Linked DNA regions of Mus musculus: regions 2, 3, 4, 5, 6 and 7 are each linked to region 1. A link is a contact called in public Hi-C and promoter capture Hi-C data. All regions are on one chromosome and are shown on one strand. The core of a region is the stretch at or near the end of the contact, and the rest is flanking DNA. Distances in the headings are between cores, read along the strand shown. Region 1 holds the start of Cog6 (component of oligomeric golgi complex 6). Region 2 overlaps Maml3 (mastermind like transcriptional coactivator 3). Region 3 overlaps Maml3 (mastermind like transcriptional coactivator 3). Region 4 overlaps Setd7 (SET domain containing (lysine methyltransferase) 7). Region 5 holds the start of Mgst2 (microsomal glutathione S-transferase 2). Region 6 holds the start of Trpc4 (transient receptor potential cation channel, subfamily C, member 4). Region 7 overlaps Maml3 (mastermind like transcriptional coactivator 3).

What was found. Promoter capture Hi-C pulls out the DNA fragments that hold promoters and counts their contacts. A called contact is a pair of places that touch in the nucleus more often than the background predicts. Capture Hi-C pulls out chosen DNA fragments and counts their contacts.
Region 2: a contact with region 1 is called in a promoter capture Hi-C map of hippocampal neurons, with 2.4 times the contacts expected there. The contact joins the enhancer-like site here to the promoter of Cog6 in region 1. A contact is called at or near these places in 2 of 39 promoter capture datasets (hippocampal neurons and pre-B cells) and 1 of 115 datasets of contacts at active chromatin or transcription factors (large pre-B cells).
Region 3: a Hi-C map of muscle stem cells shows a contact between it and region 1, with 3 times the contacts expected there. The contact joins the enhancer-like site here to the promoter of Cog6 in region 1. A contact is called at or near these places in 4 of 39 promoter capture datasets (3T3-L1-derived adipocytes, the C10 cell line, the SN4741 cell line and 1 more) and 2 of 484 Hi-C or Micro-C datasets (CD4 T cells and muscle stem cells).
Region 4: a promoter capture Hi-C map of neutrophils shows a contact between it and region 1, with 4 times the contacts expected there. The contact joins the enhancer-like site here to the promoter of Cog6 in region 1. A contact is called at or near these places in 14 of 39 promoter capture datasets (the 3T3-L1 cell line, 3T3-L1-derived adipocytes, the C10 cell line and 9 more).
Region 5: a promoter capture Hi-C map of liver shows a contact between it and region 1, with 5 times the contacts expected there. The contact joins the promoter of Mgst2 here to the promoter of Cog6 in region 1. A contact is called at or near these places in 3 of 39 promoter capture datasets (the C10 cell line, hippocampal neurons and liver), 1 of 484 Hi-C or Micro-C datasets (CD4 T cells), 4 of 115 datasets of contacts at active chromatin or transcription factors (extraembryonic endoderm stem cells, large pre-B cells, memory CD8 T cells and 1 more) and 2 of 9 other capture datasets (adipose tissue and liver).
Region 6: a contact with region 1 is called in a promoter capture Hi-C map of second pharyngeal arch cranial neural crest. The contact joins the promoter of Trpc4 here to the promoter of Cog6 in region 1. A contact is called at or near these places in 2 of 39 promoter capture datasets (cranial neural crest and second pharyngeal arch cranial neural crest).
Region 7: a contact with region 1 is called in a promoter capture Hi-C map of liver, with 2.8 times the contacts expected there. The contact joins the enhancer-like site here to the promoter of Cog6 in region 1. A contact is called at or near these places in 8 of 39 promoter capture datasets (the 3T3-L1 cell line, 3T3-L1-derived adipocytes, the C10 cell line and 4 more).

Annotation. Positions count from the first base shown.
Region 1 is chr3:53,015,696-53,018,692 of GRCm38.p6, forward strand. It overlaps Cog6 (component of oligomeric golgi complex 6), which reads right to left and starts at 1,528. Exons shown (of 19, transcript NM_026225.3): 1 at 1,351-1,528. The coding sequence starts at 1,503.
Region 2 is chr3:51,767,352-51,770,707 of GRCm38.p6, forward strand. The region is part of intron 2 of Maml3 (mastermind like transcriptional coactivator 3); the gene reads right to left. Among named protein-coding and RNA genes, the nearest start is that of Gm46803, 61 kb to the left of the region's middle. Within about 2 kb of position 2,035, at least 25 of the 459 cell types and tissues checked have an H3K27ac peak or open chromatin away from gene starts, as enhancers often do. A contact at or near this core is called in hippocampal neurons, where this site is marked.
Region 3 is chr3:51,700,008-51,703,188 of GRCm38.p6, forward strand. All of the region lies in intron 2 of Maml3 (mastermind like transcriptional coactivator 3), which reads right to left. Among named protein-coding and RNA genes, the nearest start is that of Gm46803, 6.1 kb to the right of the region's middle. Within about 2 kb of position 1,489, at least 210 of the 459 cell types and tissues checked have an H3K27ac peak or open chromatin away from gene starts, as enhancers often do. A contact at or near this core is called in hippocampal neurons and muscle stem cells, where this site is marked.
Region 4 is chr3:51,516,820-51,520,302 of GRCm38.p6, forward strand. Setd7 (SET domain containing (lysine methyltransferase) 7) reads right to left here. Exons shown (of 8, transcript NM_080793.5): 8 at 1-3,483. Among named protein-coding and RNA genes, the nearest start is that of Gm36008, 7.6 kb to the left of the region's middle. Within about 2 kb of position 1,317, at least 97 of the 459 cell types and tissues checked have an H3K27ac peak or open chromatin away from gene starts, as enhancers often do. A contact at or near this core is called in neutrophils, where this site is marked.
Region 5 is chr3:51,659,557-51,662,932 of GRCm38.p6, forward strand. It overlaps Mgst2 (microsomal glutathione S-transferase 2), which reads left to right and starts at 1,623. Exons shown (of 5, transcript NM_174995.3): 1 at 1,623-1,750. The coding sequence starts at 1,693.
Region 6 is chr3:54,154,066-54,157,419 of GRCm38.p6, forward strand. It overlaps Trpc4 (transient receptor potential cation channel, subfamily C, member 4), which reads left to right and starts at 1,992. Exons shown (of 11, transcript NM_016984.3): 1 at 1,992-2,194.
Region 7 is chr3:51,727,041-51,730,365 of GRCm38.p6, forward strand. The region is part of intron 2 of Maml3 (mastermind like transcriptional coactivator 3); the gene reads right to left. Among named protein-coding and RNA genes, the nearest start is that of Gm46803, 21 kb to the left of the region's middle. Within about 2 kb of position 1,776, at least 69 of the 459 cell types and tissues checked have an H3K27ac peak or open chromatin away from gene starts, as enhancers often do. A contact at or near this core is called in hippocampal neurons and liver, where this site is marked.

The DNA of each region.
Region 1 (2,997 bases), core at 278-2,777:
TTTTCAATTGACTTATTTCCACTAAATGACTCAAAAAGTAATATCTGACTTAATTAATAAGCAGTAAACTTACTTCCAGGACACAATTCACAGTCTACTTACATATAGTTATATATGTAAAGGTAGTACACAACAGAATTGCTTTGAACTTTAATATATTTGTTAATTTTTACAAGAAGGTAATTCCCGTTTTTCATTTAACTTTATTTTACATCCTGACCAGTTTCCCCTCCCCTACTCTCCTCACAGCCCCTCTCCCCTCCCTCCATTCCTCCTCCATTTCTGAGAAGGCAATTCTTTATGTAGTATATGTTCTGAGAGACTGTAAGTGAATTGTCAAAGTGTAGAAAGTTATAGCACCAAGTATCATGAGATAAAAATATGTACATTTATACTGGTTTGGTGCAAAAGAAACTGATTTTAGTATGCCAATTATAAATCAATAGCTCAAACACCTTTATTAATTAAAACAGAAACCTTTACAATGGACACATTTTTGCCAATGAGTTCTGGATTCTGTGAACTCTTAGGGAGCTTCCAGTTGTTTGTGAACGTGTTTTTTCCTGCACAAAGTTGTCAAGATGCTTGAAGAAGTGAGAGCCAAAGTCAGATAAATGCAGGCAAAACTTTATAGCTCGATTCACTCAAATTGCAAAGAGTGGCTTGTGTGCCTGGCAGTTGGGAGTGCTGGAGAAACGGGTCTACTATGTTGACCAGTCCTTGCAGCAGGGTTTGAAGTACTGTGGTTCACAGGGATTCAGAAAGTTTTATTCATCAGACCCGCAGCAAATTTCTCAAATCAGCGACCATGACGTTTTTGTTTTGTTTTGTTTTTTCTCGCTGTTTTGTGGACCTAAGGTCCGCTTTGAGAAGCGCTTTGTAGTTTCTTCTTGATGCTAACACTGGGCTTGTCATCCCAAGCTGTCCTACTCAGTATGGCTTTTGGTAGCATGTCACAACCCTATCTAGCCCAGGGCTTTATTTATAACTCAGCATGTTAATGTTCTGTTTTTGACACACAGGAGTCAAATTCTTGTTGACAGCTTATTTTTACTTACTTCTATCTTTACCCACGTCTTTACGGCTCCCACCTTACTGTATTCTTTTGTGCCACGTAGGCACGGCTATACCTGGCTACTCAAAGCTGCAGGGGAGACAGCCAGCTCTGATAAGAGCCGCGAAGTACTGCTCTAGACGGTTAAGGGGAGGGCGTGCGGGAAGGAGTTCAAGTAAAGGACACAGCAAGAGCGCAAGGGCAGGGCACAGCTACCCCAAAAAGCGCTTCCCTACGCCTAGGACAGCAGCAGCTTCTGCCCGAGACCAGGGGTCCGCCCCGCCCCCTCCGGTTACCTTGTCATTTTCTAGCCGTGTCTCCAGGATCTTGTGCAGCTTACGCGACAGCGGATTGTTGGGCTGCGCGGGGGTCGCACCTGCCCCATTACTGAAGCCATTGGCGGCCCCGGAGGCGGGGACCGCAGCCACCTCCCCGCTGGCGTCAGCCATCGCTGACAGACCCGGCGTAACGGAAGCACTGCGCTTGTGCACTCACTCGCGCATGCGCACACCTGGCCGCGCATGCGCACCGCGATCCGAGACGCTCTACCTGCCCGGTTTACTTTAAAATCCTGGGAGGCGAGGACACGCTCAGAAGAGATTGGAGGTTGTCTACAAAGTGAGTTCCAGGACAGCCAGGGCTATACAGAGAAACCCCTGTCTCGAAAAACTAAAAAAAAAAAAAAAAAAAAAACAAACAAACAAAAAAAACCCAACAACAACAACAACAAAAAAAAGAGGTTGGAGGTTGTAAAAGAGACTTCAGGAATCTGAATCTTGAAAAAAAAAGCCAAAGTAATAATGTAAAATATGTAAAGTAATAATGTAAAGTATATGTAAAATATGCCGAAACCAGTAGCTGGCATGCATGCATGATCAACAGAACTGATTGCAATTAAATTTCGTTTATCTGAATTCATCATTCTGAAAAGCATCAATCGAAGCTAGAGTATTTGCCAGGGCTGCTGGTGTGCACTGACATAAATAATAAACAAGACAGTAAACAGAAGGCAATGAAGAGACAGAGGAAAGAAATGAAATGCAGGCCAAAGTGGTTACTCAAGAAGGCTTGGAAGGACCTGGCCTTTAATTTCAGATTTAAAAGAGACCTAGAGCTGTGAGAAATCTCCAAATAGGAGAAAGCCTACATGTAAAGGCCCAGAAACAAGGAACTTTGCATTCTCACAAACTGACCAAAGGCAGTGTAGCTGGAAAGCAGTGGGCAAGAAAGTGTTTCTCCTGTATGCATGTGTGTATGTGTGTATGCATGCATGCATGGATGTGCACTGTATACATGCAGTCCCAGTGGAGGCCAGAAAGGGCGTCATGTCCCCCTAGAGCTGGGGTTATGATGGTTCCAATCCGGGGTCCTAAGAACTGAACCTAGGTCTTACACAAGAGCAGCTGTGCTCTTAACCACAGAGCCATCTCTTCAGCCTGCGATATCACTTTTTGATTTACAAAACACGGTGACAATTATCAATAATGGCCATACTGTGATAGTGTTAACTGATCTTTTTTATTACACCTGCAAGTTCAGATTCACATTATCGAGCTAGTCTTATTTATTGGCAGTTGCTCTGTGGTAGCAACTCTCTCGCCATAACATGTTACTGGGCACAGGCACCCAAAATTTCAAATCTCTATATACTAATTCCTGCAATCTTCTTTAATCCTTTTCAGCTACTACAGCAAAATGCTCTATACTTGGTAGCTTACAAACAATAGAAATTTATTTCTGATTGTTCTGGAGGATGAGAGGTCCAGAGTCAAGGCACCAATGGCCCTGGGTTCTGCTGGGGTCCCTTTCTGTGTTCATGGATGGACATGTTTGTGCTACTAACCTCATCTGATAGATTGGAGGGATGAGCTGGCTCTCTGAGAGCTGTCTTATAAGATCATAACTAACTCGCCCTCTTCATCTAGTCATAGCTCAAGGTTCAG
Region 2 (3,356 bases), core at 785-3,284, 1.2 Mb before region 1:
CCAAGTGGTCTGATGATCAAGGTGACCGCAAGTGCGCACTGTGCGTGTGTGTGAAGGAAAACAGATGTTCAAGAAGAACCCCAAACCCAAAGAAGGGAAGAAGCAAGACCGTCTTCATCAGGCGGGGGCATTATCAGGTTCCTATAAAGAAAACCGAAAAGCAGGATTGTGAAGCAGAATGACCTCCAGGTGGGAGCCCGGCAGAGGATGGAAGGCCAGAAGGAGCCAGAAGGAGCCAGAAGATGCCAGAAGGAGCCAGAAGGTGTCTTTTCCTCTGAGTTAAAACACTCCACAGTTTCTGTAGAAAGCAATGAATGGCTGGTGGTCGGAGTCAATTGGTCCCCTCCTACGTCCGTGGAGGAGGACAAAGGGCAGCTACAGCTGATTCCAATTGTGGTCCTTTGTGACTCTTTTTCCAGAGGGAGGGACAGCCTCCCTGGGACAGCCTGTGACTCAACATTTAAACAGAAGCAAGCACATTTCCACACTAACCCACTGATGTTTCAGGAAAACTAAGGGAAAGAGGAGGAAGGACGAGGCCAGATATCTACATCAGGATGAAGAGTACACGTCTTTACAAGAAACGAAGCGGGACTACCCAGGATTATAGTTATTCTATCATTCAAAAGCAACCCCGTACCAAATCCGGGACCCAGACCATTTTCATTGTGGTAAACAGCAGAGCCTGATTATTTTTCTGTCAGACCTTAATAGTCCATACTCTCTAGCTAATTTTAAAAGGACGCTTTATGTGTCTCCAACAGTGAATGTTGCCAGTGTGTTCAGTGACGTCAGAGTGGCTCAGACATGAAGAACGACTGTTTCTTAGTGCAGATTTCTCAGTGATTGCCTTTTTAAGAAGGCAAAGTGGAGCCGGAACCCCTGTGCGGTCTCAGCAATTGTGAATTGTATTCTAAAGCCATTGCTTTTGCCCTCTGTAAACCTCTGTGGATGGATTATCACAGACGCCTGTGTACTTAGGAAATGACTCGACAATGAAAGGTGAAACTAGAAATGATATATTTTCTGTTTTAAAAGTTTCACAAGGCTGTGGCCGTGGCCCAGTGCCTGAGTGCCTACTTGCCTAGCAGGTGTGAAGCCCTGGGTTAAATCCCCAGGACATCGTTATGTTCATTTTTAACAGAGCAGAGAGGTTTGTAAAACAGAGCAAGGGCTCGTGAAGGGGCTCAGAAGGTAAAGGAACTTGCTACCAAGCCTGACAACCTGAGTTCAAACCTCCAGGGTACACACAGTAGTAGAAGGGGAGAAGCGACTCCTGAGAGCTCGCCTCTGACTCTTATGCTGTGCCACGGCGCATGCTCTCCACCCCCACCTGTGGAAAAATAAACAGAACCAGAGAGAGAGAGAGAGAGGGAGAGAGAGAGAGAGAATGAGAATGAACGTTTTTAGGTGCCACTCAGGACTTAACAATGTAAGAGAATTATGGTTTGGATCCTAAATACCAAAAAAGCTAAAGTCCTCACCACTTCGGTTGCTCACCTGTGGTTTTACTGGGGTGTAATGGAACCTTTAAGAGGTGGAGCCCAGTGGAAAGCAGATAAGTTGTTGGTGGCATGCCCATGAAGGGCTCAGGACTCTAGTCCCTCCTTTCTCCTGTCCTGTCTCCTTTTTTTTTTTTTTTTACTTCCTGACTTTCAGTAGTAGCAGACTGAGGTCTTGGGTTGTACACTCTCCACCTGATGTGTGGCTTTGCCACAGGCAAAAAGCAGCAGGACCAAGTAACCATGGACTAAACCTTGAATTCAGAATAAACCTTTCCTAACTATGAGTCGCTCATCTCTGGTATCTTGCCACATCGATTAGAAGGCCAAATAAGACAAGAGGCCCTCATCCCCGGAAGATGATGTCCAAGAGGCAAAACGGAGTCAGAAAGGCCTCTGGTTCACTTGTAGCTGAAAGCTTGCTGCTCCACCTTTAATTTTTGAAAGGAATGGGAGATAATGACTCCAATATGGAAGACTGGTTTATAAATAGCCGTTTGCCTCAAATGAGTCAGAAGCTTGGAGCGCTAAGCTGTAAACAGCACCAATCTCGCTTGTTTTGCAAGCACTGTCCTGGTGAGTACAGGCAGGCTGGTGGACTGCTTTAGTGTCTGCAATATTTTTTGGCCCCTATTTGCAAAGCTGGAGGAAGTCCAGGCAGAAAGAAAACATGGAATGACATTATGATGCCTGTAACAAGATGCATCCAGGTGGGGCAGGTGCTCGGACCAGATCTAGTGTTGGGGCTGCAGATGTCTGGATCCATTGGCAGATAGGCCAGTGTGGTGTCACAGGGTCTCATCATCTCAAGAGTCTTCCTTAAGTGGTAATGACTGCTAAGGAGCACTACCAAATGACATGGAAGATACTCAGTCATACTTGAACTTCAGATCAGCTTATATGCTACACTTACACACATACCAAGAAAAATGACTTGTTTGAGTTTAATTAGGCACCATTTTTTTGGCATGTTTTCTGAATATTCAATTTGATTCCCAATGAAACCCAAAGGCAGAAGGAGGGGAGAGCGGATCGGAAAACACAGGCTCAGAGACAGTGAACTTTTGTCTCCGGTGGTGGTTTGAACAATAATGGCTTCCATAGTTGTAAGTATTTGAATACTTGGTCCCAGCTGGTGGAACTTTTGGGGAATAATTAGGAGGTGTGGCTTTGTAGGAGGAGACATCCCTGGGGGTGAGCTTTGAGGATTCAAAAAGCCCACACCATTCCCAGTTAGCTCTCTCTGCTTTGTGGTGGTATCTCAAGATGAGAGCTCTCTGCTACTGGCCCAGTGCCATGACATCCTACCTCCTGCCATTCTCCCCAACCTTGACAGTCATGGACTCTAACACTATGGAACCATAAGCCTCAAATAAATGCTTTTCTCTATGAGTTCTCTCGACACGGTGTTTTATCACAGCAATGGAAAAGTAACTAAAATACCACTCAATGAAAAATCTCAACATATGCTCCCCAGGGAAGATGGTAAAACCTGGACCAGACTTCAGATTTGAATTAGCAACCAAGAGAAACCAAACTGAAGGCATCTGAAACAGAGAGAGTGTGTGTCCACACAGGCTCACCGGTTTGGTCATGCCTAAGATTCCAGGTGTTTCCTATCAGAGCAGTCATGGAAAAGGCACACGTTTAAGGAAGGAGCTTAGGAGGTGTGGCTTTGTAGGAGGAGACATCCCTGGGGGTGAGCTTTGAGGATTCAAAAAGCCCACACCATTCCCAGTTAGCTCTCTCTGCTTTGTGGTGGTATCTCAAGATGAGAGCTCTCTGCTACTGGCCCAGTGCCATGACATCCTACCTCCTGCCATTCTCCCCAACCTTGACAGTCATGGACTCTAA
Region 3 (3,181 bases), core at 239-2,738, 1.3 Mb before region 1:
CTACATGTTTCTAAGCCCCTCCTTCCTACAGGATCAAGCTGTTTCTCACCTTGAGAGACAAATGGCTGGTCAACTTAACACTTCATGCTAGAGCTAGCCAGCCAGCAGAAGGACAGATAATAGTTTTTCTCTCATGCATTTCAGTCTGTTTAATATTTCCCAGTTTTGATGAAGAGAGATTTGAAGGGAAAATGAGATCCAAGGAAAGGCACCATTTTCTTTAGCTTGTTTTTGAAAAGAGCTGTTCTTTCTGGCCCTGTTTCTCTCCATGCACTTTGAGATTTTATTGCCCCATGTGACCTCTCTGCATAGCGGAGGAATGTAGCCAGGAGCGAAGGGCTGTGTTCATAGCCTTCTCTTCCCTGGGAAAAATAAGAGTGGCAATCGAGGTGACGATGTTCATACACCCAGCCACATTTTGTCCCTGTGGACACAGTCAAGCCATTACCTCTGGGGTTTTCATTCCCCAAATGGTCCTGTCCCCAAAGTTAAGGTTCTCAATGCTGACTACATGACCCAAAATGGCTGCAGTGTTGCCTGTCAAACACAGCATCTTTAGGGGCTCCCCAGCAAGTGCACAGGTGTGTGCCAAAGTGTGAAAGCCCACCATGACTGGCTTTACAAACGAAGCTGGTGCGGGCAGCTGTTTATGTCGCAGGGCTCTTTTAACCTCGAATCTAAGAGGGCTTAATGAGAAATAGTCTGTCAAACTCTAGGATTCCAAGTCCCTGCTCGTGTTTCTGTGGAGGACACACACTGGGTTGTGCAATTAGAGAAAGCCAGAGTGAGCTTTCGTCATGCGACATGTAATGCCTTGGAGCCAAATGATGCAGTATTTTTAGTTTTAATTACTGGTTTGTTCTCCACTCCCAGCCCAGCGACCTCCCCTTGCTTTCCACCCAGAATCTTAATACATTCTCCTCTCCTTGAATCCAATTTGCCACGCAGATCTTCCAGGCTCTCCAAACACTCTCACTTTTCAGTAAAATAAGGGAAGGGAGCGAGCGAGCGAGAGAGAGAGAGAGAGAGAGAGAGAGAGATCAAAACCAAAGAACCTGTCTTGCACATTCACCTTCCGCTCCAGGGACGAGAGCTTAACAATTTTCCAACGGCTAGAGCAAGGTAGGCGGGTGTAAACAACACTCTAGCCTCCCCCAAAGAGGCAGTTTCCGACTTCAAAAATCAGAGGCGATAAAAATATCTTCCGAGAACAGCCAGCTGTTTATTTATAAACCCACTTGTGGGGAAACTGGCTTTCTCTGAAGGGATTTTTTTTTTTACCCCCAGGAACATGCAGCATGTGGGTGATAGGGGCCAGAGATGCGGCGGGTATGAAAGATCATTGGTTCCTGGGAGGGACAGGATACGACATCCTATGTACTTGGATCCAGCAGACCCTGAGCTTCATCCTTTTCTAGGTGGCCCCGAAGGGACCCTCTTGAGCAGCTGTCGTTCTGCCGGTAGCCCAGCAGAGGGTGGTGTGAGCCCGGGACCGCACTCCAGGCCTCGCGCTGAGTTCCCCCCACCCTCCGTCCCCCCACCAACGCAGATGGCTTAATCAGGGCTGGGTCCCCCGCCCCGCCCGGGCCGCCGCTGCGGACGTGGAGCCAGGCAGTCAAGTGTTCCTGCGTACAGCAGGTAGCCTGGCAACTGCGAGCATAATACGGAGCAGATGGTGTTCGCACGGCGTGATGGACATCACACACGACAGCCTGAGACAATCCAGGAATTCCCTGGTGGCTCGAGGCCCTCTTTGCACAAAATGAGTTCTCTCACCATGGCGGTGCATCTTAAGGGGTGGAGGTCTCTCCCTTCCCCACTCTCTGACACCAAACTGGTTTCTTATTACCGACTTTTCTCCAGCCAGAGGGAAGAGGGACTTGGCAGGGTGGGGTGAGGGGTGCGGGTGGGGGGGGCAGGAAGAGGATATGGAAGAAAACCGAAGGATGGGGAGCAGGAGGAGATGAAGGGGGGCAGTGGCAGCCAGATCCAGGGGGGCACCTCGCTGTTGGAGGGAGCCAGAGAGGCACAAAGCCTGTGCAGGGAGAAGGGACCTCCGCTCACTCTACAACCGCGTGGCCTACCAGTCGCCCAAATGAAATTTAGGGTTTTCGTTAAAAAGTCCCCTGAGGCGTAATTTAGCCTCTTCAACTCCAGCCTATCTGCTTACAAGTCCTCAGGGGGCTCGGGCAAAGCGCGCAGGAGTGGGGCCGGGAGCTCCAGGCTAACCAGAGAGCGCCTCACTGCTTGGAGATCCTAACAAAGACCAGGAGCTCAGGAGCAGGGTGGGTGCCCTGGGGCCCCTGAGAAACTCAGTCTGACGCTCTGGGGGTGGGCATATTGCCCAGTGCCACTACTGCGCGTGTTCCTGAAGCCTGGAGACCACAGAGGAAAGGGCATGTATATAGATAGGGCTGTTGTGGGTAAGAAAGAGTTGGAGTAAATCAATAAGCAAACAGAAAGGCTACCTAGAAAACAAATCTCTCTCTCTCTCTCTCTCTCTCTCTCTCTCTCTCTCTCTCTCACACACACACACACACACACACACACACACACAAAACTGGGTCAAGTAATAGGGAAAAAAAATCCAAGCAGTCTCAGGCCAAATGAATTTTTGACTAAATTGTAAGTATCAAAAGACTTCATATACAGTAGAAGGCTAGAGGCTGTCTACAAAGGCAAGTTTTACATTTGAGCAGCAGGCAGGGTGAATCCATCACCAAAGGACCCCTGCTGTGACTCCCAGAGGCACGGGGCAGGCCATCTTGTCTCCATCCAGAGTCCCTTGAAAATCCTGTTTAAAAAGTGGTCAGTGACAATGGACACTTTGGAAGATGAAAAAGGCTAAGAAGATGTGAAAACTGCCTCCTCATTCCATAAGAGCAATCTGTGTACAGCCATGGCCATGAGTCCATCCAGCGGCTTCGAGCCTGGTCCAGGCTCACCTTACATTAGCATTCTCTGGGAGCATGGCAGAAATTCAGATTCCCCAACTCCACCAGGCCTACGGAATCAGACCAAGTTCTCCAGGTGATGGGAGATCCTGTAGGAGTTTGAGAATTACTGGAGCGAGTAATCCTGGCTGATTGCAGCCTGGCCCTGATTTGATTGCAAACTTGCATTTTCAAAATCAAGCCTGGTGCAGGCTTGCTCTGGCTCGAGTGTGAAATCTGCGGCATTG
Region 4 (3,483 bases), core at 67-2,566, 1.5 Mb before region 1:
TCTACCATGAAAATATTTCATACAAACAGCTATTTACATACAAACACATTAAAATTTGTGGAAAGGGCTCCACCCCTGCGGCTTTATGGCTTGAAATAGTTTCATTGCTTTGAATATGTATGCACATGTTTGGCAAAATAAAACTTACAAAATTGAGTCTTTTTGAAAACAAAAATCACCACCCCTCCCCTCCCCTCCCCAACCCCGGCAAAACCAAACCAAAACCAAAAACAACCCTCCAAAACTAAAACCCAAAAAACACTGACACCAAAGCTTAAAATTTTAGAAGGGAAAGCAATCCAAGCCCCGCTGCCCCGCTGCAGCAATGCAAGCCTCAGGGCGGGAATCTATCAAGGTACCTCCCTGTACCTGGAAATTGAAGATATTTGTGAACCTTTGATCTGCAGCAAAGAAACATTGCGACTCTCCATCTTGCAACATAGTTTTGCTTGTTTGTCTAAAATAAAAGATGTCTGGATTCTAAATCTCTACTTTGAAGACAGAATTTGAGGTGGCTGTTTGAGAATAACCAAAGCCTAGAACTCTTGACCTTCTTGGAAAATGTAGAAGTGCATTTTTGCAGTGAGAAATTTAGATTTTTTTTCTTAAACCAATTAAGTAAAATTAATAAAAGTGTCACATACTGTCTCACGAAGACAACCTTTTATTTCAGTGTTCACAATTGACCCTTCCACTCCCAGTACTAGGGACGTAAGCCAGGGCCTCTAGCTGCTAGGCAGATGTTGGACTTTGAGCTGTATTTGCTGCTCAACGCAACTTTAATTGTCACAATTAAATGTTGTAAATGATTACATGGCCTTGTTGGTGTGTGGGTGTGTGTGTGTGTGTGAGGGTTGGTGATAAGGAAACAGTTTTTCAAGACTGATGAACCCCAAAGGGGAATGAGGCTGAACTCTAGTCCCAGTCAGGTTCAAAGAGGCCTTGACAAAAAAAAAAAAAAGGTTTCCTTTTTAGTTGCTGGAGAGGTCAGGGATTGAGAGGATTAAAATAAGAATCTGTACTAAGAAACTCAAGTCTTCCGCCTGTTACTCTGTAACCTTATCATTCTTTTGTGTCCTAATTTCAGTTCTTTCTTTTGCTTCTGTTAGTTCCAGCGTATGCCCCAGTTAGGGGGGACGTGCTCCATGGATTAGTTCCTAGTCCTAACTCCTAACTCTAACACAAGGCAATAATAGTTCAGCATAGGAAAGATGCTAAAGATGGGTCAAGTCATGCAGGGTTGGACTGAGACAGCTCTGAATGAGGCCTCTCGAGACCCGTGCTGACGTCAGGCAGGTAAGCCCACAAGCGCCAGCTGTCAGGAAGACAGCGCACAGTTCTTTTTCTTCTCTACCACACAGAATCTCAATCATGGCTGTTTGTGATTATGATCCTGAGAGAAGACCAGACTTGCCCGCTTCCTATGTCCTTCTACAGTAGAAGGCACATTCGGAGGCTTTTCTGTTTTGGTTCAAGCAAGGAGCAAACCCCAACCTCCCTCAGCAGCTAATTCTCTATGCAGCGCCTATGCTGTCTGCTTCTCTTCTCCACAGTGAGGTTCTGGCCTCTTTAACAGTTGCAACCTATGACTAAGCAAGTTACCTATGCTTGGTAACTTGGAGAGAGGAAGAGAGAAGGGGAGGGGGAAGGGGAGGGAGGGGGAAGGGAAAGCAAGGGAAGGGGGAGGGGAGGGAGAGGGAGAAGAAGAGGGAGGAAGAGGGAGTAAAAGGAAGAGGGAGGGAAAGGAAGAGGGAGGGAGAGGGATAGAGAAGGCGGAGGCAGGGGCAGTGACTGGAATGGGTCACAGTCAGGGAAAGGCACAGAGTCCAGCAAGAGAGAAGAGGAACTTAAGACATAAGGAAAGAGGTGGAGCAATCGGCTGGGCTGCCATTCTGCACACACACACCCAGGCTTCTCACACAGCAGAAGAAAAGGAGCTGAAAGGCACCAGGAACCCAGGGCGAGGGGAGACAGGGAGGCTCGGCTCTGAGGGTCTGCTTCCTGTGTCTAAGGGTCACCGACACATTGCTGCTGGGTTTGAAGTCCAGTGTGTCTTCCTCCACTGTGGGATGGGAAAAGTAGATCGGTTTCCCAGCCACATGTGTGTGTGTGTGTGTGTGTGTGGAGGGGCGGGTGCGTGCCATGCTGGGTGTGGTCAGAGGCTAGCCTTCAGGAGTTGTTTCTCTCCTACTATATATGTCCTAAGGCTTAACTCAGGCCATCGGCTTGCCAACAGCACCTTTACCTGCTAAACGTTTTTTGCTGGCCCTTAAGCCCCCCCAAATTGTTTTTGAGTCCCATTTGGATGAGATTGCTAGAGTAGCCCTTTAGGATAGAGGTTGAGCCCCTACAGCAACTGAGGCTAAGGTTCCATCCCCAGGTGTGAAATCCTGTGAGCCTGGGCGATTGGAGGTGGAACCTGTTCTCTCGTCCTCCGTCCTCCTTCTCATCTGGTCACTGAAGTTCAGCCATTGTTCTCCCCAAAGCAGCCAACTCTCTTTGGGCACATTTACAGAAAAGCTCCTCTCAGAATCTGAACCCACAGACTCAGCCTCCTGTCAGAGTTTACTGAATGGTGTCTTTCTACAGAATAGAAGCCATCCTATCCTGCTGACTTGCAGTCTGAAAACTATTCAGTCCTCTTTGCAGGAGGCTCCTCGAAAGTCCAGAGGACGTTTCTCCCGAGGGAACTCGCTCCTTAAGCTTTCAAACAGGGATGTGACTAGCACTCCCGGGCAGCATCGTCACCTGGGTGCAGAGCCTGACGGTAGGTATGTCAGGAAGCTTGTGAAAGAGCCCAGGGGTGGCTATCACAACTGAGGGCTGAGTTCTCCACCTGGGGCTCTTGATGGAAAAGCTGTGTCGCAGCCCCAGATAAAGCACTCCTGAAAGTTGTGAAGACCAAGATGCAACTGACCACAGAATATCAAACCGCTCTCTACCTGTCTCCTCTCTCCATTTCCACCTACTCCCAAGCATCTCTCCCCTTTCCCAGAGCCCTTTATTGCAGCTTGGAAAGCTTTAGCTTTTAAGCCTAAACCGACACAGGCCACAGGTAGCACTGTGGACAGCTACCGGCTTCAGCAACTGTTGTTCCCAGGCCTTCTCGGTGATGGACACCTTGGGGGAGGGGAGTGTTCCCCAAACTCGGCATTCATTCAGAGCGACCCAGTTACATTACAGATCTAATGTGCTAAAGTAAAATAATGGGGTTTTCTCTGTACTTCTGCAATTGTGATTACATATGGCTTGAGGAGGCTGAGACGCTAGCGGGATTAACCGCGCAGGTGTGAACTCTTGGAAGCAGCTAAATGCTTTGAAATCCGCTGTGACGAGAAGCCTTAGCTAGAGATCTGATTTGTACCTATCGATATCAGCATGTCTGCCTTCGTGACACTGATTTCAAAGAGAATTTTGCATTCTGCCTTAGAATGCACACTGGCTATTGTGTTTGAATTCAATGAGCTGTGTGTGTCACAAGCC
Region 5 (3,376 bases), core at 373-2,872, 1.4 Mb before region 1:
CGGAGCCAGTGCTCTGAAGGAGTCAAGGTGGTGGCTTCTGGGACCTGACTCCACTCTGGGCTATGGTTAGCAGTCCTAAAACAACCGTGTCTGAGGTAGTCTGTGTTCTCTTTGCTGACATTGTCTGACTTAGCTCTCTGCTGGCCTTGGCCATTACTCTCCCTGAAGACAGGCTTTTATCATGCCATGATTCTTAATAAACTGGCTTGGCATAAGTGACCAGCCGGTACAGACCTCCCTGGCCCAGCTTTGGTCTTTCTTATCCCTGGTCCTTCCACTCAGTGCCTCACTGTTATATCTGTTGGTTCAGATAATATACATACAACAATATATATTTAAAAAATAAAACAAAGCCTAGTTTTGTAGGCTTTTGTTGCTTCCACAGCAATATTCTCATGGTAGGATCACATACAAATTTTGTCTCTGCAGAAGGTCAGTAATGTCCCTGAGTGAAGCCCTGAGGAGACAACCAGCTGTGATCTTCTACCTTTCTAGAGGTAGTACCTATTTATGGCAGGATTAATCTGCCTCAAAAGAGATGCAAAAGGTTTCTGGTGAGTTGGGGACAGGGGCATGACAAGATTGACACTGGGGAGCCTTAGTACCCTGTTGGTACAAGGTCAAGGGCATCTTTAAGCCACCTGAGGAATCTAGCATGGACAGGCATGGCCTCCTGGGCAAACATGATCTTCTCCACCCAGACAGCTATGCATCATCACCAGGCTCGGGCCCAGCCCCCCAGGGCAGATGGTGTCTCTCAGACCCTTTGCATTGAACTTTGCTCCACCCTGTAGATGTGGTTAAACACCTCAGGACCCTAGAGCAGGAACTACAGATGCTCGAGGACCAGAGGCCCCACGTCCCCAGTGAAAGAGAGCGTCAAAAAATGACTAATAAGGCAGAGCAGGTGCGTAGGCTTCAGGCTTTTATTTATTTTTAATTTGTCTCTTAGGAGCTGGAGTTGAGGAATTGGGAGAGATCGGGGTGTGTGTGTGTATTTGGTAAAAAAAAAAAAAGACAGTAACTCAGTAGGCAGCTCAAGAGGGTCAATCTGGAGTCTTTGTGTGTGTGTGTGTGTGTGTGTGTGTGTGTGTGTGTGTACACAAGAACACTTAATCCTAGATCTTCAATTTACTAGGTGAATCAAGTCATCTTAGCATAGATATGAAATTAGCATAAGAACTTCACACTAGGAATTAGAGAGATCTCAGAAAGGTTTTGGGCAGAGTGAAGGGCCAAAGAGCTGGTGAAGAGGCAGAGAAAATAGAGTAGCCCAGGCTCTGAGGCTGGAAGGCTCACCGCAGGGCGAGCTGGTGTGTTTGTGTATCTGTATGTCTGTGTAGGGTGTGTGTCTGTGTAGGGTGTGAGTCTGTGTAGGAAGTGTGTGTAAGGTGTGTGTCTGTGTAGGGTGTGTGTCTGTGTAGGGTGTGTGTCTGGGGTGTGTTCAGAAAGAAACAGATATGGTTCTGTGCCAGCAGCCCAGCCTTGCCTGCTTCTGTGGTTTTCTCTTCCAGTGCAAAGGTTGTTACTCAACCTTGAATCCTGCTTTTTTTTTCTTTCCCAATCCTGTTGACTCAACTCTGTTGCCTTTATAAAGGAGAAGACCAGCCCCTCAGGGTCCTAAAGCACCTATGCTCTTCATCTGACTTCCTACAAACAGTTCTGTGAAAGAGATCAGAGAGTGAAAGAAAGATGGCCGGGGATTCAAGCCTGCTGGCTGCAGTCTCTCTTCTCTCTGCCTGTCAGCAAAGTAAGAACACTGGAGCTGTGTGTGTGCACGGGTGTATGTGTGTGCACACGTGTGTGTGTGTGTGTGTGTGTGTGTGAGAGAGAGAGAGAGAGAGAGAGAGAGAGAGAGAGAGAGAGAGAGAGATTGCTTCAGTGTTTAGGTTTCATGCCTGCATTTTGTTGGTAGTTCTGGGTGCCCAGCAGACAGTTGCTCAGAGTGGCTTGCCCACTCCTTCCCCGAGATGGGTAGAATTTGAGGATGTTCTCTCTGGGATGTTGTGGGCCTCTGAGCCCAGTGACTCTATCATTTATGGTGACAGTTCATATCTCAGTGCCGGGAGCCCCAGGAGTCTCAGGCAGGGCCGTGAGCACATAAAAATGGAGAGCACAGACAGCCGTTAGGCATGTTCACCAGGAAACTATTCCTGTCTCTAAAGTTGGTTGTAAACATTTAAAGCATTTTTGTTTCGTTTTGTTTTGTCTTTAAGAAAAATTGCCCATGGCAGATTTGATCACCAGGGTAAAGTTCTGCAGAAATATGCAGTTTAGATTACATAATGAATTCTAAATATTACAAGATATCTCCACTAGGATGACTTCACATCCACCTCGGCCTGGATAAATGGAGACTCTGTCTGCCCAGGAGCGAAGTTCCTCAACTCATGCTACCTTCCTTCCATGCTTAGTGAACAGTTGCTTACCAAGAATGCCTGTTTATTCTTTCTGGGGTGCATCTTCCAGATACCTGGGTTGAGAGCTGGGGATAGTGCAGGCTGCACACCGCCGGGAGGAAATGACTGCTCTGTTTAGTGGGAGAGCAGGGTCTCCGCACTCGCGCAGTGGCTAGCCTAGCCAGTCTGCTTTGTGGATAAGGGAAACTGTGCTTTTGTGGACTAGAGCAGGAATTTGCTACCAACCCCTGGAGAATTTGGGTCTAAGCAAACAGTGTACCTTGGTCTTGCAGTTACAAGGGGGGGCAACAGGGACAAGGGCTACATGTCCCTTCCCACAGAGACTCTATCCCCACAGAGAGCCTTTTGTGTGTTGACTCATGCTGAGGACACTGTGTGCTGGGACCAGGCATGAGGCAGTTCGATGGTGATGGAAGACGAGAACAGGAAGAGAAGAGACCAGAAAAATGATGTTTGTGGCAGAAAAAAAAAGTTTAATTGTTGGGGGTGGATCGCAGAGAGAGAGAGGGAGAGAGAGAGAGAGAGAGAGAGAGAGACACGGAGACAAAGAGACAGAGAGATACTGTTTAGCCAGCCACTTCAACAGAAGTTTGTTGTTCACAGAATTAGGACACCTAATTCATTCAGGCTTTTAAGACAGACCCACCAAGATCTGTGTAGTCCACCTTTCCGGAAGTGCACCCGGACCTGTGTGGTTCAGCCTTCCGGAAGCTGACTGCTCCAGGCCAGGATTTTCTGCTTTTCCATCTCCTCAGCACAGAAAGTTAAACAGGATCCTGAGTAGGAAGTACCTCCGTGGTGACTGGCCCAGAATAGGTCCTTACCACTGTTCCCCTCCTAAACTTCTTATCTGCACAGAGAAGCTGCCAAATAGAGAAGTGGCTTCCCCGGGGGAAGGCTCTGTGATTGAGTGGTCCTCGGTGGTGGAGGAAGTATCCCCTTGTACTGTCCCTAGC
Region 6 (3,354 bases), core at 742-3,241, 1.1 Mb after region 1:
TATTGTGGACTCACATCCACCTTTCTTATGGGAAGAATAACAAATTAGGGAAGACTAGAAAAAATATCTGTCTCTGATATCATGATAAAAAATGGTATCTGCTATGAAGAAGTAAGAGCCCTAAGAGAGCTGTGTGGATGATCTCAAGTGTTGAGTTCCTTTTCAAGCATCCTTAAACCTGTCTTAAGGACCTACACTCATGACAGCCTGTATTTTAGCAGAAACACTTCTTCAACCAATGTCTGCTCCAGGTTTGGTTTTTATACATTTACTGATCATTAAGAAAAACAGGTTTTGTGAAATTTTTTTTTAAAGAAGTAGTTTCAGTTGTACCACGCCAAACAGATGTCGATGTGTGTTTTTCTTCTTTTCTTCTTCAGTAGAAAGTAGGTTTAGATTTATTGTAAAGTTCATCTCCATGTCTACCGAGTGATGTGTTTTGCATATTTTATAAAATCCAGTGTTTAATGCTAAGACAAGAAAACTACCTTTGAAAGATGTTGACACACATTTATGGAGATCTGTAGAGGGATTCGGGGTAGGGATGGAGTTCTTCTGTTGCTCATCCAGTTTTCTGGTACAGGTTTGTTTGGTGTACTGTAAAGGCCTCGGTATTTTGTGGGACGGACTGTGGGCTGTGCTCTCTCAAAATCACTCTAGGGGTCATGCTGACCTATGAGAGGAGCAGTTAGCTCAGGAGAAAGAAAACTTGACAACTACAAACAGCATTTTGAAAAGAACAACAAAACAAAACCTTCACTCCAAAGAGTACACTCCAAAGTCAACAAAGCCTCCTTACTCTGCAATTACCCTTAAAAAACAAAAACAAAAAAACGAAACGGAAAAAAAAAAAAACCCACCTCACTCATCTGACGTTCAGAAACGCAGAGTGAGCCTGAGTCTATTAAATCTTGCTGCTGGGATGCTTACAGGCGATGGGGGGAGCTCACAACCGCCTGTGCTCTGAAAAAGAAACCCGAGAAGTGAAGGTAGGAGGGGGCTGAAGCCTTTTGGCAAACGCACTGCTAAGTTTGTCCCTTGGTCTTGAGATCACGAACAATAAAGGTGTGGCAAGTTACATGAACTTTTCCACCTCTGTACTTGGATCTTATTTTTGTGTATGAATACTACACCAAGAGATAAGCTGTATCTGGAAGCTCAAGATTAGAGTTAGAGATGCTGAGTCCGGTGGCAGACACCGTCGTTCACCAACATGCCCACCTGCAGCCACCAGGACCTCCAGCTCCTACGCTGGCCCATAATTTGGGATTAAATACGTGGGAATCTTGATTGCCAGTTGTTTAGAGGGAGCCAGGTAGGAGTGGATGGGATGCTGGGGGCTTATCATTTATTTATTGCCACTGTCTGGATTGTTGATGGTAGTGGCAAGCACATCCCTGCACTAGCAAGGCAAGTGTGACACCTTGAGGACAGGGAAGGGGGTGCCAGGAGTCCAGGGCGGCTACAAGAGTTGCCAGGGCTGGGTAGGGGGAGAGACAATTTGTTCCAATCCTTTGACCAGCTGCTTAGTATGGTTGGAGCAGGGCTTTCCAGGGTTGGGTTCGGTTGACAAGTGAAGTTTTGCATTTCTCCTGGGCTACACCAAGCCCTGATCTGTGTATGCCAAACACCCAAGACCTCCGGGTCTGTCCTGACCACCACTTAGCTGAGTGACAAGCAGACATATGGCGAGCCACCCTGCTTGCTGACTGACCTGGAGAGATGCTCCCGGGTGGCGCGTTGAGGTGTTTGTGGGTCCTTTATACCCGCTCCTAGGGAGGTGCGTGGGATGCGCATCCATTCGGGCAGACCCAGGATGGGTGGGGGCGGTCCTCCAGGCTGCTCTTTGGCCACCTTGGGAACGCAACTTTTCCGGGGGTATAGGTGGGGAGAGCATCAGTGCCTGGTGGGCGAGGCTGTCGTCCTGGGCACCCCGCCCCCTCCTGGGCTGCCCCTCCCCCGCGCCCCTGCTCTGGCTCTCCAGCATCCTCACTCCGCCCAGTTCTGTGCCAGCTGCGTGGGCTCTGGTTTCGTGCGGGTTTTTTTCCCCCTTGGAATGCTCCAAAAAACTCGGTAGCGACTACGGAAACCCCATCGGAACTGACCAGCTGCGCTAGCACCAGGCACAGCACTGGTGCTGCGCGCTCGCCGAGCCCACCTCGGTCACTTCAACCACCAGATTGCAACTTTGCGGGTAAGAGAGGGTGCAGGCTCCGCGCTCCAGACGCGGGCCTCACATCTGGGATACTGATTAAGTTTCCTAAGCCGACTGGGAAGCAGGCTCCCTGCTAGGAGGCGGGTATCCCTGGGGGCTTACGCGAGTCACCAGGGTGCAGCAGCTTTTTAAGGTTCTTCTTCTTTTTAAAAAGGTTGCTTTTTTAAGGTTCGGGGAAAGATTTTCGCGAAGCTTTCTTTGGATGACCTGGGATAAGGGGGAGTTTGGGGGTGCTTCCAGGCTCTCTCTGTATCGCGTTGTGAGGCAGGGGTGAGGACGAAGAGCGAACCCCCGGTGTGATTTACATGGTAAACAAAGGATCAGCCCTTATCCCCGCGGTGCTGGGGAGCTCGGTGCTTGTGTACAACCTCCCGTGCGCGTTTGGACGTTTGGAGAGGATGGAAATGACATGGTCCTTGGGCACGTAAGGTGAGCTCTATGACTCTCCAACGAGCTGAGGGCACGAAGGGAGGACAGCGACCGCTGTTCAGTGGGTTCATTCCCCTCTGCGTCATTTTCCTCTGTCAAGCAGCAAAAGCACTTTTAAGCTTGTGGTTGGACCAGGTTTGGGGGTTCCTAGTTCGCTTGGCAACTGAGATTCCAGCTGAACCAGTGACTCTGCTTGCTACTTGAGTAGATAGCTTGAATCCATGGCGCAACTTGTTGTTTCCAGCTGCGAACTGCCTTTTGTGACTCCAGAGAGAGACAGAGAAAGATAGAGACATGAGGGTGGAGGTGAGCTGGGCAGAGGGACCAAAGACCATGTGTCCAGTGTTCTCCAGCCACTGTGGTGTATCCCTGCCCACTGCGGTTTTTCCCAGGGGAGCATTATCATTAAATACCGCTGGCTGCTATAAAAGGTTATCAAGTTACTTACGGAGGGAGTAAGCTACTAAGCCAAACGAGTGGGAAGAGAGAGAAAACGCTGTCACTGTGCCTTTAAAATGAAATCTTCGAACAGATTTGTAAAACTGTGATAAAATAAACCACCGAGGTTCATAGGCTCGCTGGCTTTTCTCTCGTAGTCATCACAATGCAAAGTACTTAAAAATTCTTTAGGAAGAATAAAAGATTTAGCAGAGGATTTTTTTTTAAAGACTCAGACACCGAGAGTAGGAGTTGGCGGTTATGTTAACGGT
Region 7 (3,325 bases), core at 526-3,025, 1.3 Mb before region 1:
CTTGGAGAGGTGAAAGCCATCATCATTACTGTTCATTTGCCTTTCTTGTTTAATTTTTACCTTTGTGTCTGCACTTGCTTTAATAGACTTTTTTTTGGGGGGGGGGGAGGTTGTTGCTGGAAATCGAACTCAGGGCCTCATGCATGCAAGGCAAGCAGTGTCTCACAGTGCTCTGGCCTCGTCTCCTGTCCCTTTCCTTTTTAATTTGAGGCTTGGCCAGGCCTGGTCTGGTAGTGTATGCTTTTAATTCCAGCACTCAGGATGGAGAGGCAGGAGGATCTCTGTGGGTTCAAGGCCTGCCTGGTCTAGAAAGTAAGTTCCAGGACAGCCAGGGTTACACAGAGAAACCCTGTCCTGAAAAAAAACAAAACAAAACAAAACAAAAAAAAAACCAAGAAACAAAACAAAACAAAACAAAAAACCAGAGAGTTTGGCCTTGCTCTGAAAATTCAGGGGTGACAGGTCTTTCTCTGAGCATCCAAGGACTTTATCAGGGATGACTGTAATCTGGGAGAGATTTCTCCTACCACAGGATAAGGCCTAGAGAGAGCCTGAACATTTTTCTTTTAGTTCAAGTCCTAGAAGACGATCTTGGGGTGTCTCCCTGTGACTAAGGATGCAGAAAAGCCAAAGAACAGCTTGCAATGAATGAGGTGGCTGTTCAGAGCTGGCAATCGCTGGGCCATCTGTTTAACAGTACAGTCTAAAATGTATATGGCATTAAAATACGCTGGGCCCACACCAGACCTTTGGTCAGTTCTGGGGTCTAAAGAGGAAATGGAAGGTTAAGTGTGAAAAACTTGAGGGTAAGGGAAATGACTTCAATCTCTAAAGTAAAATTGCTTCATCTAACTGAAACAAACAAACAAAAACTGTTCAGCATTAGCTAAAAACAAAAACAAAACCCAAATCCTGTTGATGTGACTGGGTGCTGGACCAAGAGGGTATATTTAGTGTCCCACGCCGTAGGGCTGCATCTTGAAGCCCAACAGGAAGTATCTGGAGTCACAGCTAAAGATATCTCTGCATGTTTGGAAATTTATGAGCAGCTGTAAAGTGGCTCGATGGTGGGCAGAGGGCTGGAACAGGCTTCCTTTCAAATGAGAGAGGCCGCTGAATTAAACACTCAAATACACCAGGTTCGTGGCAGGCGGAGCACACCTGATATGCTAAAAATAGTCGCAGGAGAAGCTTCTGTTGCTAAAATAATACTGAGCCAATAGGAGCCTTTCCTCCCTCACCTAACAAGGACAGATGAAGGGTGGAGGATGGGTCCTGAGGTCCCATGAAGGGTGCTAGAAACCCCGGCCAAAGCTTAGGGAGTAATTTCCTAGATAGGGCACTTTCTAAATACAAGCAGCTTCCGTAAAATGAATCGCCCGAAGTCCCAGTAATCAATAGATTATTTTTTTTTAATAACACAAGACAGAAATGGTCGCACTGCACAGGACTTCACACCAGTCCTGCTGACGAGTGATGCTTCTGCCTGCTCCATCCTGGTCAGGAACTGGTTATTTTTAGACATCCTTTAGCTGGCTTTCCCTTATCAGCAGCCCCACACCCTGCTCACTCATGCTCCGCTGCAAAGTGCGCCTCCCACCCTCCCACCCCCCACCCCATGCATATGAACGGCGTGCTCAACGGCATGGAAAAAGGTGTGTGTGTGTGTGTGTGTGTGTGTGTGTGTGTGTGTGTGTGCGTGCACACGTGCGGAGCAGGCCACAGGATGATCTGCGGATCCAGGGACAACTTAACTTTGCAACTTGCACCCTGCAATCGAAGACTTTGTTTCTTTTTCTCCTGGTTGTCACTTTTGGGCTGGGGATATAGTACCTACTGTAAAAGCATGGGGACCCACATTCGACGCCCAGACGCCACCTGAAAAAGCCGAGAATAGTGGTATGCATTTATAATCCCAGCAACAGGGAGGCAGGGATAGGTGGATCCCGAGGGTTTGATGGGCAGCCAGCCCAGTCTAAGAGGTGAGCCCAAGGTCAGTGGAGAGACCCTCACTCAAATAAACAAACAACGACGACAAAGCAAGGTAGACTGTGCCTGAGGAAAAAAATGACACTTGAAGTTGCCCTATGGCTTCTATGCCCCTGCCCGCCCCCCTCGGTCCCACGGGACACAAAACCAATTGTTATTTTGGTTGTTGTGCATAGTAGAGCTGACAAAGAACACCATGGTAGCCCTGAACCTTTCTTGTGGTGATGGAGGGACCAGGGCATGCAGAAGCACCATCTGGGTTTGAGGGATGCTGCTGTTGCCATAGTTACTGGGCTTTATTTATTTATTTATTTATTTATTTTGGTCAAAGGTGGGGTGGGGGGCAGCAGAGAGCACCGAGCATACTGGCTCTGTGTGGAGGCTGCAGGAACTGCTTGCTTTTCACCTCAGCTAGACTCTTCACCATCTTTGCTGGGCTACACTCCTGCGTGCCTAAGCTCACAGCAGGGCTGGGCCTGGCTGTTGCCATTGCTCACACTGGGACTGGTCCTGCAGGCTGGGAGGAGAGGGGCCCACCTTCTCCGAAGCAGGCCTTTCTAAAAGCGTCTGCTCGGTGTCCATTTAACTAAGGGGATTATCATTTAGTTTATCTGGTTCCTTTCCCTCGCAACAGATTCTACCGAAACCAGGTTAAAAACCTGTAACGTTGCCATGACAGTACCCGTGACACATGCGCTCAGAGTCATACACACTGCCTCCCTCTGGGACTGCATATGAGAAAGTGAAATTACTTAATGTGTGAGATGAGGGGAATCACAAAGATATCTTTTCCTGGCTCCCTTTCTGCACGGTTATAGTTGTTAAATAGCCTTTACTTTTTTTTTTTTTTTGAGATTTTACTTATTTGTGTGTGTCTCTTTGTTTGCCTGTATGCATGTACACACAAAGGGTGAACACAGTGCCTGTGTGCCTTGGCACTAGAGTCTCAATTGTTAGTTGCCATGGGGGTGGGAGAAATCAAACCTGGGTCCTCTGGAAGAGCAAGCAGTGCCGTAACCTGATGAGCTATCCTACCACCTCATTAAATAGTCTTTAAAATAGTAATAATAAAAAACAAAACAAAAAAACCTGTGACTGGAGTCTTAACATTTTACAACATGGCACCAATTACCCTGAATTTGGCTTGACTAGGTGTGAACGTACAAATTGTGGGGGCATTTAAAGAAATGCCACACAGACTAAAGGTCAAGGAAATAATTAAATTTCCAGCATTCTAAAATGTTTTAGGGTAGCCCACTTCAATACAAATCTGCTTGTTTGCTTTTTACAAATGTAGCAAGTGGCAAAGGTTGTTGTTTTTCTACTTCGAAGTCCT